2 separate regions of the Rattus norvegicus genome follow, and region 2 is linked to region 1. The links are chromatin contacts, called in public Hi-C maps. All regions are on one chromosome and are shown on one strand. Each heading gives the region's core, a stretch centred on a gene start, on an enhancer-like site or on the middle of the called end of the contact. The rest is flanking DNA. Distances are from core to core; before and after follow the strand shown. Region 1 overlaps Zfand3 (zinc finger AN1-type containing 3). Region 2 overlaps Zfand3 (zinc finger AN1-type containing 3).

The links. A called contact is a pair of places that touch in the nucleus more often than the background predicts.
Region 2: a Hi-C map of kidney shows a contact between it and region 1, with 1.7 times the contacts expected there. The contact joins two enhancer-like sites. A contact is called at or near these places in 2 of 12 Hi-C or Micro-C datasets (hepatocytes and kidney).

What each region holds. Positions count from the first base shown.
Region 1 is chr20:8,226,457-8,232,483 of GRCr8, forward strand. It overlaps Zfand3 (zinc finger AN1-type containing 3), which reads left to right. Exons shown (of 6, transcript NM_001012175.1): 4 at 5,406-5,471. Among named protein-coding and RNA genes, the nearest start is that of Zfand3, 140 kb to the left of the region's middle. Within about 2 kb of position 3,830, at least 6 of the 93 cell types and tissues checked have an H3K27ac peak or open chromatin away from gene starts, as enhancers often do. A contact at or near this core is called in kidney, where this site is marked.
Region 2 is chr20:8,271,152-8,277,719 of GRCr8, forward strand. All of the region lies in intron 5 of Zfand3 (zinc finger AN1-type containing 3), which reads left to right. Among named protein-coding and RNA genes, the nearest start is that of Zfand3, 190 kb to the left of the region's middle. Within about 2 kb of position 1,955, at least 7 of the 93 cell types and tissues checked have an H3K27ac peak or open chromatin away from gene starts, as enhancers often do. A contact at or near this core is called in kidney, where this site is marked.

The DNA of each region.
Region 1 (6,027 bases), core at 2,580-5,079:
GACAAAAAAGACTACGCAGACTTCCTGATTACGAAGCGTGGCAGGTAGGCTGCCCCAGGCGTTATTCACTTGTAAATCACAAAGTAAATGGAGAAGGAGTCCTGTGTATAACATCAAATGCAATATGCGAGTCTGTTATTAAACCTCGAGATAATGAAGAATCTAGGGAAAGTTAGTCACTTTGACAAAGGAAATAAAAAAGCATGCATATTGGTCGATTGCCTGGCAGTTGAGGTTGTGTTTGTGAGACAGGTCCTTGGGGTATAGCCTAGGCTGATCTTCAACTTTTAGATACTCCTTTCTCAGCCTCCCGAGCGCTGAGATTGTGGGCCTGAGCTACCACTTAAGCTCAGGAATCCCTTGCTTCCCTGAAAGCCGTCTTAGTTAGGCTTTTTATTGCTGAGACAAACACCAGGGCGGAAAGCAGATTGGGGAGGAAAGGGTTTGTTTGACTTACACTTCAATGTCATGGTTCATCACTGGAAAAAAACCAGGACAGGAACTCACACAGGGCAGGTTCCAAAGGCAGGAGCTGGTGCAGAGGCCTTGTATTCTAGAACGCAGGACCACCAGCCCAGGGATGGCACCACCCACAATGGGCTGGACCTTCCCCTATCAATCACTAATTAAGAAAAGGCCTTACAGCTGTGTCTTATGGAGGCATTTTGTCATTTGAAGTTCCCTCTTTTCAGATAACTCCAGTTTGTGTCAAGTTGTGTGTCAAGCCAACAGGAGCCCAACTTATTAAATAAGAAACCTTGTGATTTTTTTTTTAAAAGATTTATTTATGAGTACACTGTAGCTGTCTTCAGACACACCAGAAGAGGGCATTGGATCTCATTACAGATGGTTGCGAGCCACCATGTGGTTGCTGGGATTTGAACTCAGGACCTCTGGAAGAGCAGTCAGTGCTCTTAACCACTGAGCCACCTCTGCAGCCCAAGACCTTGTGACTTTAACATATAAACACTCAAACGTTACCTTTCTGAAGCTGCCACTGTACAGGCTACAGATGTGACCCAGAGCCAGTGGCAGTGACTGTAGCTTGTGCTGTGACGATCACTTCACAAGCCTCCTGGTTTCCCAGATAGCAGTGTGTTCCTAGAACTGAGGGGCTCTGAGCCCAGCACTGAACTTTCCCCTGTATCCATAAAAGGATCCTCTGGGCTGCCCAGCAGGACACACTCTGGTCTGAGCCAGCATCTGGCTGGGCTCCCGTCTTAAAATTCTAGGCACTAAATATTAAAGCCCTTTGGCATCACCAGTTGCCTTGAGCGTCTGTAGGTCACAGGTTGTGGTTTTAATTGCCCTGCCTCAAAGTATATTTACTTTGTTTCTGTTTTTTTTTTTTTTCTTTTTTTTTGTTTGTTTGGTTTTGTTTTGGTTTTTTGTTTGTTTGTTTGTTTGTTTGTTTTCTGGTCTTCACGAAATCCCCCAGAGTCACACAGTGCGCCCTCACCTCACCCTTTGTACTGAGGATTCCATCCTGTTTAGAACAGGAGTGGAGCAGAGCTCGAGGTACACTGTAGGTGCAGCTTGGTGGAGGGGACATCTTTATTTGACCCTTGTCATCAGCTCTCAGTACCATTTTGTTGACTGGAACCATGTTGGGCACATACAGAATTCTTGTTGGTGGAAACCCTTCCCATAATTGTGCATATCTATTAGTAGTTGGTTTGTAATTAATTGTATAAGAGCACGTGTTATCCTCTCTACTGCCTGCTCTGACTGTCCTGCAAGGTTGTGTGGTTTGGTTGGATGGTGGTGCGCACACCCTTAAGCCCAGCACTTGGGAGGCAGAGGCAGGCAGATCCTGTGAGTTCCAGGACAGCAAGGGCGGCACAGAGAAACCCTGTGTCAAACATACACACGGTGCCTGTGATTTAGATGACACATAGTGTAGCACACACAGGGTATACTCACAGGCTTTTGATGAGTGTTCCATAGGTTACTGTCTGTGGGGTATGTTGTGATCGCTGGTGATTATGTCAGCTTTTCGGGGCTCAGCTGTGCTTGCGTGTTCGTTACTCTGATGGAGTGAATGCACTGGTCTAGGCTGCTGGGTTAACGAGCTCTCTGGGGGACTCTGTTGTGGTGATGCATGCTGGGTGTGCTCTGCAGCTATAAGGTTATTTGCATTTTTTGCCAAAGCCTACTGAGATTTATTGACTAGGAATATTTTTTTAAGAGATAAACTCTTAACCTTCAGGTGAGGTAAAATTTCTTTTACGTGATAATCACCTGGGCTTTTGCAGGCTTGGCCTGTTTGTTCATTCATGGGTTGCTGATGCTTCTTTTGTTGTTTGGTTCCAGTACTTGTCTCTCCTCCTAGTTTTCCTGGATGGCTTCTTTGATGTTCTTTAAGAAAGAGTTCTGATACACTCTCACTGACTTCTCCACCATGTATCCAACTTAGAAACATGCACAAGTGTCCTGTTCACCTGATTTACTCTGTAAAGAATTCCACAGTTACCACTTAGGAGCCTGTGTCTCAAAAAGTTATGTGTGTATGTTTTGCCTTCATGTATATATATGTACGTGTGTGTGTGTGTGTGTGTGTGTGTGTGTAAGCACTGTATCTGTGCCTGCGGAGGCCAGAAAGAGGGCATTGGATTCCCTGGCTGGGGGCCAAACCTGGGTCTGCTGAAAAAGCAAGTGCTGTCAGACACCACCACCTCTCCAGCCCCGGAGTCTGCTTTACAGTGTCTCAGAGGATACTCTGTTTCAGTCCGATGGTTGCTCTATAATTCATTCTAATACAGCTTGAGTATCTATCTTAATTTCTATTGCTATGTTAAGCACCACGACCATTAGCAACTTGAAGAGAAATGGGTTTATTTCATCTTCCAGCCTGAGGTCTTCATCATCCAGGGAAGTCAGGACAGGAACTCAAGGCAGGAACCTGGCTGCAGATGGCTGCAGAAACCGATGCAGAGGTCATGAAGGAGTGGTGGTTACTAGCTTGTTCATCATGGATTGCTCACCCTGCTTCCTTATACCCTCCAGGACCCCCTGCCGAGGGGTAGTGCCACCTACACAATGGACTTGGCCCCTTCCACATCAACCCTTCTTCAATAAAATGGACCTCAGCTTGCCTGCCGCCTGTTATGGTGGAAGCATTTTCTCAATTGAGGTTTCTTCTTACTAAAATGACTCTTAAGTTGTGTCAAGTTGACATAAAACTACTTAAGACAGTGCCCCTAATCCAAACATCCAAAGTGGTCCAAAATCAGACTTGGGAGACAGAAAAGATAATTCCACATTTGATTTCATGTCCTGGACCACTAAAATGCTGTGTTCAGTTAGCTGAGGGTGTGTGTACAGGGTCTGGGTGAAGTATAATAGAATGTGACATTCAGTCTTGGGACCTCCTGTCCTCAAGATGACTTTATGTAATAGTCCAAAACCCACTAAAAACAACCAACCAGCCAAACAAACAAAAAATCCAAATACAAAATATTTTTGATCCTAAGTATTTTGTATAAAGGATTCTCAACCTGTATTCTATTCTTTGTGTTCCCTTTATATTATACCTCCATTAAAAGGTTTTAAAAATCTTTTTGCCTCCGTAATTAGTTCTGCCAGCCCATATTTTAAATTCATGAGTGTTGGTAAATGCCCACTGTGATGAGACACAGCAGAAAGCCTCACGGTTTATAAAGCCTTTTGCAGAGATAGTCTACCATGAACTCCCTGGCTTTTGACAACTTTTTTGTTTCTTTTTGTTGTGAAAGAAATGGGAATGTTGCCATTGGCACAGTAACAACAGGATATGTGGATTCTGGACCCACAGTGTTTTGGAGAGCCCTAAGCCAGAGTCTAGACCAGTCTGGAGAAGACGGGCACGTGTGGTTGGCTCACCGCCTCTTCTGTTACTCATTTTCAAAACTCAGGTGCCCTTGTAAGCACCTCAGATTTTAATACATGTTATTTATATATATATCTGCTGTGGGCAGCATTTGCAGGAATAAACACTCAGTTGAACTACCCTGCCCTCTGAGTTTTCTAATTTTTCTTGGCTCATTTTCTCATTCTTGCGTCTTCCAGGGGATGTTGGTCAGTGACGCCCTTCCCCTTGCTTGGCATTCCTTACCTGTTATGCTTTGGCCCTTGGTTCTTCTTCTTGCACCACTGACTGCTGCTGTCGAGGTCCTTCAGTGCCTAAGTTCTGTCTTCCGAGTAAGCTGCAGCCCATAGAAGTCTGAGACTGATCTGTGGGTGTGTGAGTTCTCTTGGAAGCGAACGGCAGGCTTCCTTGGTTCTTCCCCCTCTTTAAGGATGCCCCTTATGTGTCCTCACCTTGTGAGGGCTGCTGCCCTTACGGCCTTGGTAAGGAAAGAGACTGGGCTGGTGCACACCACCTTCCCATGACCTCGCTGACACTGCTCCCAGCAACAGGTCCTGGAGCTCTCTCATCATTTCTGCCTTTCAGTGAGCGATTTCAATGATAAAAGTCTACTCATAGATGACATAACACTGTGCCAAGTAACTGTTTGCCTCCATCAGTCACCCGACAAGGCTTTTCAGAGTAACAGCTAGCACTGCCTGTCTGTTCTCTTCTGTTCATTCGTAGTCGCCAACGTTGCTTTCGGGGCAAACTGAGAGTTACTGACTGGCCTTAATACAGCAGCTTCCTGTCTACCTGGTTAGGACATAGTCATTGAGAGGTGTTGGGGGTAATCAGTATCAGCTTCGTGTTGTGTTGATAGCCCTTCTCCTACAGATAAAAGTGCTGTTTTCCAAGCCTCCTGCTAACTAACTCCTGTCCACACTGTGAGATCTCTGTGCGCACCAAGACCCCATGAAGACACATCAGGCATGCTTCTTAGAAGAAAACTAAATGTTCTCCCTTGATTAGAAGTGCTTTCTTTATATACAAAACAATCCTTATTTCTTCTGATAAGCTCGTTGCTATTCCATAGGGAGTGAGTGTCCTTCTTTGAGGCCAGTTTTACAGGGAATTCCAAGAATAGTGATCACGGAGATTTAAAAAGGGCATACATCTCCTCGATTGCTTTGAGGAAGAACTCAGTTCCCCCAAATTTGGGTAAATTCTTCTCTCCTAGGTCTAAATTCTAATCAAATTTTCCTTTAACTTTTCAACATTGTGTGAGACTTAGGAATGTTTTATGAAAGGTACATTACACTCTGTAGAAAGACTGGAACTTTATAGAGTCAATGCTAAGCTAAAATATAAACTCCTTAGAGACTATGCCTGGTCCCCTCCTTCCTTAGAGACTATGCCTGGTCCCCTCCTTCCTTAGAGACTATGCCTGGTCCTCTCCTCTGCTGATGCTCCCAGCGCATCTGCAGGGGGCCTGTCCTTTGTAGGTTTCTCATTCATCGTGGCAGCTATGGACATGTGGAAGGACCCTGACTGATGTTGCCTACTTTTTTGTTTTCAGGTGGGCCATGCACAGACACAGCTCATGTCTCGTTAATCACACCAACCAAAAGATCCTGTGGTGCAGGTATGTACACCATTCTTACCCGAATTCTTCCAAGATGTCAGCCACTGGTTCTAACTTGGTATGTATACCCCAGGGGATTGTCTAATGATGTATTTTGTACTTGAGGTTGGGTAGAATTTGGTCAGAAGTGAGAGTGATGTTGCTAGGAGACATGTGGCCTGCATAGTGCTGGCAGCCAGGTCCAGCAAAGTGGGCATCAAAATTACCAACTCGATAAGACTCCAAGGATGGCAAGATATGAAACAGGCACGGAATACAGAGTATTGGGCAGTGTGTCTAAGTTCCAGACTCCTTTCAAACAGTGTTCAAATGATAGGTGATGACAGCATAAAGAAGCTGTATATGGAGGAAGCTAACATCCTGGTACTTGTCTCAGGGGCTTGTGAAGTTACTTGTTGATGCTGAAGCTGCGGGCGGGGTCTGCTGGATTCAGTGTTTTCACATGGACAGTGCCCAAACATCTTTGCATCTGTGACATTTTTATTAAGCATGAAGTCATGAATCTTGTAGACCTTTAAGAAGCAGACCTAATGGGGCTGGGGATTTAGCTCAGTGG
Region 2 (6,568 bases), core at 705-3,204, 43 kb after region 1:
GGTAAGGGTTGGTTATGAGTCCAAGTATGGCCTTGAATGTATGTGTGCACACTGTGTGTGCACGCTGTGTGTGCACGCTGTGTGCCTGATGTCCACTGAAGGCAGAAGAGGCTCTTGGATGCCCCAGCACATGAGTGATTGTGTGTTACCTAAATATGTGTTCTGGAGGGCAGAGGCGTTGCCCTCCCTGTTGTCTCCCACCATTGGGGTTGATTGGGGTACAGCAGCCTTTCCACCATGCCCGTGCTGTTTCCCCCCACTGTTCATGTCTCACTGACCATGAAAATGGGGCAGCTTGTAGGGCTCTCTGGCTGACCCCCCTGGGTGCCCCTGGCTTATGACACATGGCCTGGGTGTACTGGGGCACTTTCAGTAGGTTTTTTGCTTCGCTTCCCGTGACCTGAAGCTGTTTTCCCCCCATGCGTGTCAGCGCTCTTTAGCCTAGGATGCAGAGTGCAGTGCTACCTTTCCTCCTCTGCTCAGCCCAGCACAGACCACAAATACCAAGCAGACGGCCAGTGAGCACTGTTCACTCCTTCCCAGCACTGGAGCATGGCTCCTGTTAGTTGAGGTTTCAGTACCTCTGCTTCTCCAAGATCAGTATCAGTGAAGTTTGTCTAATTCTGGAAAGTACCGTCATTCAAGCGGGCCCAAGTCTTGATTGATGAGGTCACACAACACAGGTCCTGGAGACACAGGCTCCAACAAGGCAGCACTTGAGCTCTCCCTCCCTGTTTGCCAGCAGGAGACAGCAGCACCCTGTATAGCATGGAAACTGGTCTCTCTGAGAGCATCTTTTGGAGAGTAGGGGGCACAGACAGGGTTTCTGTGCATAGCCCTGCCTGTCCTGGAACTAGCTCCATAGCCCAGTGTGGCCTCAAACAGAGATCCACCTGCCTCTGCGTCTCCGGTGTTGGGAATAAAGGTGTGCGTCTTTTAGGGCCAGTCTCTTGTACAAGCCTCAGCCCTGGCTGTGCTGGCATGTTCTTGGGGTGTCGGCACTCTTGGTGGTGTTGGCACTGCAGCTTTTCAGTCTGTGAGATTCAGAACCAGGCTGCTGGGGAGCCAAGTCCCTGGGAGAGAGCCACAAGGGCCTTGAGAGGTCTGGGCTGGGCTAGCAGAGAAGCTGCTCCGCCTGACGGATGGGGAAGAGGACTTACCACATCTCAGCCCTGCTGAGGCGGACTTGACACAGTGGCGTTGTGTCAGTGGTCACTGAGTACTCAGAAGCACCAGGCGCTGGCCCTCCCAGGGCTGCCTTTCAGAGGCTCCACTCACTGGGCGCATCTCAGGAAGATCCTCCAGGGCTGCAGGGAGCAGGTCTGTGCCAGGGTTGAATGCTCTCCCAAGCCAGAAGTTTCTGGTGAAGCTTGGTATTTGTGGTATTTAATTGTCAGGATGCCTGCTTTTGCTGCTCAGGAAGTGGCTGGATCTTGGCCGTATGGGACGGCGGACAGAGGATGCTCCAGTTAAAGACAGTCATGTGGACCTGCTACCCCCAAACCCTCACAGGCAGTCTGGCAGCTACCGTTGGAGCCTCGCAGGGCCCAACAAGCCTCTTCTTCCTCCTTGATGGTCAGGATGTGCCATACAGGCCAACATCCATCTCGATCTGGGTCAGTCCTGGCCCTTGGGAGGGGGCAACTGAGTTAACACAGGAAGGCTTGTGAGTCCTTGTCATTGATACACAGGGGGTGACATGCTTCTCTACCTGCCCTGCCAAGTTACAGATTTATCCAGGAAGAGAGGGAAGGCTCTAGATTTATAAGTTAAGGGGCCAGGTTTATGTTAATACTCTTGCTTCAATTAAATTGCTCTTCCCTGGAGCCCAGTTGTTGCACGAGGATTAATTTTCTGTTGAATCTTGAGTAACCGAACAAAGTCCTAGTGCCAGGTTGAGAAGCGAGCAGTGTGGAGGCCTGTGGTGAAGTTAATCTCCACCCAGCTCATCTGTGACCTCAGAGTCACATCAGTCACGGTGCCTGAGACGCCCTGGTCACTCCCAGAACTAGAACTGCACAGGCTGGACTTGTTGGGGGTTGAGAAGGACACCTTTGTTAACGTTGTGTTCCTTTGTTGCTAGAAGGGATCCGTTTCTGTCTTTAGTGAGTTGTCTGTAGATAAGGTTATTTTACTGTCCATCTTGACTGAATTCTAGAAGAGGAGTGAGAACCTCCACCTCTGTGCTGTGTCTGCTGGGGAGGTGTGCAGCACACCGTGTGCCCAGAGTGGAACCATCACCAAGGTATAAAGCGACAGTGAGGAGTGTGGGGCTTGGAGCAGGCTGGCTGGGAGGAGTCGTCCTGGACAGAGAAGGCAGTGTGGGCCTGAGGGACAGCCAGTGCTGTGGGTCCTGGTGGTGTGGCAGGAGCCCAGTGCAGGAGAGTGGGGGCGGCAGTGCCCAGCCGGGGCTTGTTGGCCTCGCTAAGTTTATTATATTTATAACTGAAGGGTTTCGAGCACCAGAGTGACATCATCTGATTTACATTCTGAAAATCCCCCTGTGGTAGAGAAGCAGAAATGCTTGTGCATGTAGGCCCTCAAGAATACTTAGAGGCTGGTGGCCATGGTGACTTGGCCTCTATGGAAGCGTTAACAGAAAATGAGATGAGAGACTTGGTGATTGTTATTTTATACAATTTGAAGTTTATTATATTCATATATTCCATTATTGTACTCAAAGAGGAACTAACACATGAAGCAAGCATGTCCTAATGGTGTAGCCCTATGTCCAGAGTCCTTACGCATGCTGCAGGAGAGCGGCCTCTGCAAGCCCTGTGGGCCCTGGCCTCCCAGCCCCTCTGTGCCTGCTCCTTGGGCAGGCTGCCCTGGTTCCTGCCTGCTGTCCAGCGGAGAGCAGGACACGTGCAGGATGTGGTTTAGAGCTTGTCTAAGAAACCACTCGTGATGATAGTGAGGTCCGTGTGAGGAGAAGGGAAGGGGAGGAATCTGGGGTCTAGCGTGAATCCCAGCTGGGTGGGCAGTCGCCTTTATGAGGCAGAAAGATGAAGTCAGTCGTGGAGGCCCAGGAGGACCGAGGTTCTGTTCTGAGCCAGGACTGCAGAGCCTGTGGAATCTGCAGTCTGATACCTGAGCTGGAGCTCTTCTGTAAGGGGCTCAGCACCGGGTGCCAGTGGGACTTCATGCAGGGTCCTAGCCAGTGAGGAGGGAAGTTCCAAAGGGTGACATCACAAAGCATGGGCAAGCACAGATGAGAGCTCTGGGTCTGGGGCCCTGGCAGGTGACCTCTGAGCACTCGATCCGTGCTCCATCCCGTTCTGGTTCTTGGATGATGACTTTCCCTCTCGCATGTGAAGCCAGGGCTGGAGGAAAGTGCGAAGCAGATACAGTCCATGCCCAGCCCCCGCAGCTGCTTTCCGTGTGCAGCTGATGATTCTGCTGTGGGCATTGGGTCAGCGGATGGGATGTAGTCTAGGGATTCCCGCTGGTGGTGTGTGCATGGCTGACGCTTTCCGGCAAGTGGAGCTGACCACCTGGTGTTCCCAACGCGCCCTTGTGAGCGAGCTGGGACGGGTGAGCTGTCCCGAGGCTGAAGAAACTTCCTTGCTGGGAAGATAGGATTTGGTTTTCCAAGGAGCTTCTTGGTCATTTTAGATACAGAGGTCAGGGACATTAATTAACCTTGTTTTGTTTTTTGTCTCATGTAGCCCAGGATGGTTTTGTACTTCTGATCCTCTAACACCTTCCAAGCTGCTGGAATTATGGGCAGTGGCACTGTGCTTGGATTTATGCCATGGGGAGGGGTTGCTACATCCCCAGTACATTAATCTAAAATGACTCTTTAGATACCGTATCTGATCCCTGCAGCGCTGTGGTCTGGAGATGGCCCTCACCAAGTTTTAAGGGGACGCATAGGCTCCGCTTGCCTGATTCAGAAGTGGAGTGAGTGACCGAAGTCTGGGACCTCGGAGGGTTGGGCTGCTGTCCTGTCCTCTTCCGTGTCCTCTTCCGTGTCCTCTTCCGGCTGCTGGCTGCTCGCTCACACCGCACACCCGCAGAGCCATTTGCATGTCTGGTCCTCAGCCTCCTCAGTGTTCAGATCTGCTTGAGCCGCTCACATTTGAAACTCAGATGAGCAGGGAGGGAAGTGTACACGTTAGGTAGAAACCCCGAGTGGCTGCGCTGAGCCTTGTCCCATCCCTGTCTTTAATAAAACAGCGTGTCTGGGCTTTCAAGTGGGAGGTGTTCAGGAAAGCAAGTGCCTAATTAATTAAAACCGAGAGCCAGCGCTACTTGGGTCAGCTGACTTTACTCTATGATGAAGCTGGTCCGCAGCTTCTGCTGGGTGTGGGTTAAGTGCAGACACTGAGGAGTGTGGGTTCGACTGCCATCTTGTTGCTCTCAATGGCTCACAGAAAAAGGCAGACTGACCCGTGGTCAGCCGCAGGGAACTGTGAGCTGGCTGCGCTGTTTTGCCCCAGGCCGCCTCCGCACTGGTTTGGGTGACAGTCAGGTGCCCCTTGGGCAATGATTGTGGTCAGGGTTTCACAGGAGCAGAACAAGGGCTGCTGCTGCTGCTGCTGCTGCTGCTGCTGCTGCTGCTGCTCCTGCTGCTGCTGCTGCTGCTGCTGCTGCTGCTGCTGCTGCTGCTGCTGCTGCTGGAACACTTAGGGCCAGGGCCTGCCTGCTGCTGTGGTGCCCATGCTTGTTCCCAGTGTCCAGGGTGGACTGTCGCCTCCTGGGAGCATCAGCTATGGTTGAGGGCGCCTGGATTAAGAGGGCGAGCTTTGGCTTGAGTGCTCAAGGCTGTAGGGTGAGGAGAGGTCTGCATCCCAGCAGATGGCAGTTTCACACATCAGTCACATCTGTGGCATGGGGCTGGCTAGAGCCGTGTGTTCTGTGTCTGAATCCAGATGTCTGAGAGCTCCATGCTGGGCCTCTGGCTTCTCCTTCCACTTCTCGCATGCGTGCGTGGCTGCACTTAGAGCGATGAGGAGGAGGCATTGGAGGCTGTGGAACAGGGGCTGTGGACAGTGAGGAGCTGGCATAGTTGGAGCTGGGAAGCAAACCCAGGCCGTCTTTTGTTGTGTGTGCTTTTAACCACGGAGCCATTTTCACTGCAGCCCACTTCTGCGTTCACGGTGACTCAACTGGTGGCCTCTGCTCTCTCCTCATGCAGGTTTCATTGTAGAAGGTAGACTTGCATGGTGTGGCCACTTGCCTTCCTAGTGCTGTCTGCTGAGTTGATGGGGTCTTCTCAGGTTACCCAGCCCCTCTGGAGACCGCCCAGCCCACACCATAGGTCATAGGAATGGTACATGTGTGCTCGGTCCTCTCTAGCTCTCCATCCCTGTTCTGAGTGGTCTCAGGATTGGGGACAGTGGCTGGTCCACGTAGAGAAAAGGGTGCAGCCTGTGGGGTGGGCTTAGAGGGCCAGCTGTGCTTGGTCCTCCTTTTTTAATGCAGGGCGTGTCCTATGTTGCCCACCCAAGCCAGTAAGTGAAGAGACACCCACCGAGCTGGGTGGGTGAGGGCAAGCCCGCACACCGCAGTGCTTTTCATCTGCATGCGGCTGAGAAGGGGTGTGGGGCTCTGTGATGACCCCTGGGTGACAGGAGTGAGTCTCACCTGAGGCATCGATGATTTCACAGCTTTGTCGCTTGATTCTCCACCCATCTGGTGGCACTTTTTGGGGTCTTTTTCAAGAAAGGACCCAAATCGCGTTTGTCCTGCCTCTGTTTCTGAGAACCCTAGAACTTGCAGGCCTCCTGCCTTGCCTTCTAGTTTCTCATGAGTGACTTAGAGAAATGCCAAGGCTAGCCCAGCTGAAAGCAGGGAGTAACCTCAGGTCCTTTGTCACTCAAGAACGGCCATCTCCAGTGATGTAGAGTTCACGGTCCCCACAGCAGTTTTTGGAAACAGGTCTGTGTCCCCAAGAAGGGAAGGTTCAGATCGATTACTCCATCTGCTCTGCCTGTGCTCATCTCCAGCCCTTTCTTGTAAGAAACTTCACAGTTTCTTTTGTTTTAAAATGAAATTCCACCTACCTCCCTGTCCGCACTTACCCACAGTGCAGGGCGCGCCGCTCCCAGCAGCACCAGACTGCGGTAGCTGGCCTGTGCCTGGTGAAAGATCATGGCAGGACTGGAGTGTAACCTGCATCTAATAACCCAGCCTCGGCATGGCCATGGAGACCTGGGCACACGTCCCCTGGCCCTCCCTGTGCATTACCTGTGACGTTGAAGTGCAGCTGCTGCTGAGTAAGTTTCCAGCGTGCAGAGCTCAGAGCAGGCTCTGGATGCATCTGACAGGTGTGCAGAGCATGGGCCTGCAATGGATGCTCGTGGCTCTAAGAACCTTGTCAAAGGAAGGGGACACTCTGACACTGGCCCCTCTGGATCTGCTTTGACTAGGATCTGAGTTAGGCTGATCAGTTCCCAGCTCAGGAGAGACCACCCTCCCAAAGGAAGGGGCAGCGGGGTCACTGCTCTTCTGCAAGAGCTGTGCCAGGGCTTGTGCCCCAGCCGGCCTGGCAGTCGTCCCTTCCCTCTCTTCCCCTACCCCCAACCCCATAGACGCGGGCTTTGTTCCTGAAAGATGATTTAGC